2 separate regions of the Bicyclus anynana genome follow, and region 2 is linked to region 1. A link is a contact called in public Hi-C data. All regions are on one chromosome and are shown on one strand. The core of a region is the stretch at or near the end of the contact, and the rest is flanking DNA. Distances in the headings are between cores, read along the strand shown.

The links. Hi-C and Micro-C count contacts between places; a contact is called where the count stands out from the background.
Region 2: a Hi-C map of whole body shows a contact between it and region 1, with 1.8 times the contacts expected there. The contact joins two enhancer-like sites. A contact is called at or near these places in 2 of 2 Hi-C or Micro-C datasets (whole body and whole larva).

Annotation. Positions count from the first base shown.
Region 1 is chr20:9,309,211-9,312,067 of ilBicAnyn1.1, forward strand. All of the region lies in intron 2 of LOC112057974 (dystroglycan 1), which reads left to right. Among protein-coding and RNA genes, the nearest start is that of LOC112057975, 81 kb to the right of the region's middle. Within about 2 kb of position 1,466, at least 8 of the 8 cell types and tissues checked have open chromatin away from gene starts, as enhancers often do.
Region 2 is chr20:9,359,376-9,362,232 of ilBicAnyn1.1, forward strand. LOC112057974 (dystroglycan 1) reads left to right here. Exons shown (of 20, transcript XM_052887874.1): 5 at 395-541; 6 at 1,429-1,596. Among protein-coding and RNA genes, the nearest start is that of LOC112057975, 31 kb to the right of the region's middle. Within about 2 kb of position 1,481, at least 2 of the 8 cell types and tissues checked have open chromatin away from gene starts, as enhancers often do.

The DNA of each region.
Region 1 (2,857 bases), core at 216-2,715:
TGACAACGGAGGCACGCGAGCAGTCATGCGCTATCGCATAGATGGTGACATAAGTTTTATAACCGCGACCATCTTCGTTCCTGCTGCCCTATTCACTGACTGGTCAATATCCACTCAGTTGCCTTGTGAAACTTGCGAACTTGCGAAAAATACGGTTGTTATTGATTTGATATTAATTTAGGTTGTCCTATTCACTAACTAGATATAGACCTAGTTAGTGAATAGTTAGTGTCCTATTCACTAACTAGATCTATATCTAGTTTGTGAATAGGTCAATTGGGCTTTTTCCGCACTAAGTCATTATCTACACTAATATTAAAAAGCTGAAGAGTTTGTTTGGTTGAACGCTCTAATCTCAGGAGAGGTCCGATTTGAAATATTATTTCAGTGTCAGATAGTCCATTTATCGAGGAAGGCTATATATTATCCCCGTATTCCTACAAGAACGGAAACCACGTAGGCTAAACCGCGCGGCTTCAGCTAAATAGTCGACTTTAGGTTTAGTATAGGGGATCTGGGGATCTTAAGTAAATCTTAGATTAGATCAGACAGTAACCAGTTTTAGCTATATATGTATTGTTTGTTTAAACTTTCGTTGCTTACAATGCCACTAAATGAAATTAAGACAACTAGGCATTTTTTTCGGCTCAGTTTCGACGCGCTATAGACATATCTAATAGTATAAAATCTTTGGTTATAACATAAAATTTAAAGTTTTGAAAAACCCTCGAATGACATTAAATTATTAATTACATTCTCGATCAAGTCGTAATTATTATCTTTTAGTGCGCTTTCATTTGAGACCCCACTTGATATATATTTACAGACATTCGGTTGTTCTTCCCCACTCCCCATAACTTTTAAACGGCTCAACCGATTTTCATCAAACATGTCTAGGAACACACGCGCGTGAGTCACCTTTACTACAAAAATCGGTTGTCTGTAAAGGTTTACTGACGATAGATGAACGTAACAACGTCATAAGAAAATACTGATGGAATGGTTGCATTTTTTCAAGAGAAAAATATTCGTTTTTCTAAAATACTGTTTAATAATCTTCATAGACCAGAATATACTTTATTTCTTGTAAATAGTTGGCAACCCTAGAGCGACGGAACGACGCATGACGTTATATTTTTTCGGGTGTGCAACTGGCTTCATCGAATTATAAGACGTTGTCATGTCAAAAAATACTAAATAGAAATCGCTTTATCCGTTCGGGAGCTATGGTGCCACAGACATACAGACAGACAGACACGTCAAACTCATAACACGCCTCTTTTTGCGTCAGGGGTTAACGAAAACGTTCCAAACATTAGACCATTTTTTAACATCAGATGGATACTAAAACGTCTCCCGAGGCAGGAAACAGTCTGGCTAAATTACCTAGACACTATACGAGACGTACTCATTGTTGGCACTACAAACGTACCAAACTACGCACTCGGCGTGAGGGGGCGACACAACACCGAAACAGACCCTTTGACATGTATAGAGATCCACGAAAGCACCTGCAAGCTCATTACAATGTGGACTTTAATTTTAAGCCCTAAGGGTTATGTTTGTACGCGTGTACACCTTCCAACAGCTTTGTCGTTTCTGTAAGTGATTTTAAGAGTCTCATTGTCGCGACTTGCGTCTCCTACGCGGTAGATGTCGTAGTGTTTATTTTTTTTTGTTGTTGAATCTTGTATGTAAATGTGTTCTTAAAATGATCATCTAATAATTCCATAAATAGTTTTTTTTTAATTTTAATTATAATTGTATAAGCCTGTTTCCGAGTTTATGTTATGTATTAGACACAACAAAGACGTAATATAAGTTTCTTTCAGAAGTACTAAAATTGTAATAAAAAATAGGTAAGTACGTAACGGTAAAATAGCTTTTTCAGAGAAATTCATCACAAACACACAACAACCTGGTTGCCTGGAAGAAATCGCTACATAGCGATAAGGCCGCCTTTTGTATTCTACTTCTGTACTATTTTTTTCTGTCTTATTATTTGTTTTTTCTTATGTTGTGGTGTACAAATAAAGTATAAATAAATAAACCTGACAAACGAACAACCTGACTCGATATTTTTTATACATAATGCCACTTACCATCCGATAAGCCCACATGCCTGCAGTGCTACTAGCTCGACGTCCGATAAAACTGATATTATGTCGATCGCGATCGGCCTATCGCGACCAACACACGATCAGTTTTATCGGCTGTCAAGCCGTTAGCGCTGCAAGCAAGTAAGCTTACTTGATCATCAGTGGCTGACATTAGATTTTATGCGCGCTGCGTGGGTATTTTTATTTAATTAAATGTATTGATAATCACGCAAGTTAAGACGTAGAGGTTTTCTATTAAGAGATAAGGTAAAGTCAACGACCGCGGTTGCGTTTGTATCAATGTAATTTATATTTCTCATTTCAATATATAAAAAACAACGACAAATGTATTACGCTTACTGCATCTTGACATGCAAACAATTGCAATGATGTATTATTTTTTTATTTACGACTACATTGTAATTAATTAGCTAATTACTTAGTACGTCAGTACTTAATTTTATTTAATTGTACCTTAGTCACCTAAAGTCTGTGGTGTGTATAATTAGTTATTTTGATTGGAATAACGTAATATGGTCCATCATAATCATAGTCTTTAATATAGTAATATTTTGCTAGCATTCGTCCTACAATACGCCGACCTGCGTCAAAGGCATAGGTGTAAAGTGTTAACCCTCATATGCTTAAAATTTCATCGGTAAACCGGACTCAAGGCTAGAGCATTTTGCCGCTCTTACCAAAAATAAGTTAATGTTTAAATCACATGTCCGTTAATTTTGCGCCTTTTATCAAGTGCC
Region 2 (2,857 bases), core at 231-2,730, 50 kb after region 1:
GGAACGGGATCCACGCGGGGTTGAAACCACGCGGCGGCTGCTAGTGGCGACGCGCCGCCACGCTATATGATGGTATATAGAGTCTATATGCTGTAGTGTGTACGGTGTGGCGACGCGTCGTCATGCGCAATCGACTGTGCGATTCTCTCCCACTCGATCCGGCGTCATCGGCGTAAGCCATCTCTCTCGCTACACTGAGCTCGGATACCTATAGTGACTCCGTATCATCATATCATATTTAGTTCCTATCACAATCTGTTCTTTTCTGCATATTACTTTTACAAAATAATGTCAATGTTTCACATCTGCCAGGGGTCCCGTGACGACTCACATTTTCTATTATGTCTAGAGTATTGTTGGTCCACTATATTTAATTTTAAATAACTTTTTCCAGGTGGAATTGACAGCGAATCATTCAGAAATAGCTAAGAATGGCCTAAGAAGACTATGGGGTGTTCCTGACACATCGGCCTACGTGGGACACTTGTTTAGAATGGAAATCCCCAAAGAAGCTTTTTCTGGGGAGGTGTTAGCATATAAGGTAAGGTTTACGTCATTTACAACTAACTAGCTTTTGGAAAATATATGCTTACTTACCGTCTTAGGTAGTCGTAAGTCACGGATTAAGGATTTCGGAATGAGACAGTTACGCAAAATTAAAAGCCTCCTTATTTTCAACATCACATTAGGTAGGTACTATGAGTATGAAATTATTATGCCAGTCGTCCACTAAGCCGCATCGTACGTATCGGACGCAACGCGTCAAACGAATTTCTAATCTTACAACAGATATAATCCGTTCGATGCGATCCGTACGATGCGGATCTGTGGAACTCGCCCTACAATAGACTGCCCTGCATGACAATTTGTGGCATAGGCGATAACATCATGTCCCTATGATATAAACACCATTTTTTTTGCGCACTACAAAAAGTATCACCCTGTATATTATCAGTTAAGCTTCGCTTTGATAATTACGCAACCATACAATCGGAAAAAAGCTATCAACGACAAACAGAGTTTTTCATCATCATCATCATATCAGCCGATGGACGTCCACTGCAGGACATAGGCCTTTTGTAGGGACTTACATACAACACGATACTGAGCCACCTTGCATCCAGCGAATCCCTGCGACTCGCTTGATGTCGTCAGTCCACCTGGTGGGGGGTCGACCAACACTGCGCATACTAGTGCGGGGTCGTCATTCCATCACTTTGGGACCCCAACGTCCATCGGCTCTTCGAACTATGCGCCCCCCCGCAGCTTCGCAACTCGTTGAGCTGACTGACTTTGGTTCTTCTGCTGATCTTCTCATTTCTGATTCGATCACGCAGAGATACTCCTAACATAGCTCGTTCCATCGCTCGCTGTGTGACTCTGAGCCTTCTTATGAGGCCCATAGTTAGATTATGCGATATGTTGCAGGTCCGAAGTCAAGACGGTCACCGTCTGCCGAGCTGGCTGGCGGTGGACACGAAGCACGGGCTGGTGAGCGGCGTGCCGCAGAAGCACGACATCGGCGCACACGCCTTCACCGTCATAGCGCACGGGCGCACGCGCGGCCTCACCGCCACCGACTCCTTTACTGTTGAAGTAATTCGTTTGTTAATTTTTTGTGAATCATTATCGTCGTCATTGCCATCGTCATCATCATCATCACCATCACCATCACCATCATCATCATCATCATCATCATCATCATCATCATCATCATCATCATCATCATCATCATCATCATCATCATCATTATCGTCATCATCGTCATCATCATCACCATCATCATCATCATCATCATCGTCATCATCATCATCATCATCATCATCATCATCACCATCATCATTGTCAGCATCAGCAATAGCAACGGCAGCAGCATACTCACCTGTTGTTCCAGTGATTTGTCTTTGTGGGTATAAAATATGAGATACTGGATTAGAATCCTGGGTCGAGCTACGAACTATTAGGCTTTTCGAGAGAAAAATCAATAACAGCCCGGTGCTAGGAAGTGCATCCACTACGATAACCCAGTATTGGTTGGCAGGCTGGCAGGCTTACGTTGATAATGTTTTATTCTGCAACAATCACTATAGAGCATTATTATCAATAAATGATTCTGTTTTGTCAGCATTTCAGAAAATAAAAGAATCTATCTACACTATAATAAAAGAAGGGAGACCGATTATCCGTGCACTTGACATTAACTTTACTGAAATGATCTTTGTGTGTTTAATATCACACGTAGATTGGACGAAATTTAAAAGACAAGCGTACTTTGCTTATATAAAACAAAAACAACACACGTGCTGAAAACGGCAATAAATAAACAAATTGTTTACAGAACAGTTCAAAATTGTACCACCAACAATAGTCTCACGGGCCATTTGTTCTTTCACGAACGCATAACATTGTTTGAACAAGTGAAAAATTCGCCGGTCGAATAGTTCAACGTGTTGATATAACGGCTCGTAGAACTGTATCAACAAAACAATGCATTCGCGGGAATCGAGCGCGGAATAATTCATTGTCTTATCGAGAACACAATGTTGCCAGTGTAAATATTAGTATCCCGATTATAATTTAGAACTCGTAACTAATGTTAATAAATAAAAATATCTGGACAATACACATATGAGTATCTATACTAATATATTGGTTGTTTGTTTTAATAATTAATTGAAAAATGATTTCACCATTCATCATCATCATCATCATCAACAGCCGATGGACGTCCACTGCTGGACTCTTGCATGGACTTCCAAACAAAACAGTATCGACCTGCAACCCGCTTGATATCCTCGGTCCACCTAGTATATCACCATTATAATCCTACATTATCCCTGATGAATATAGGCTATAT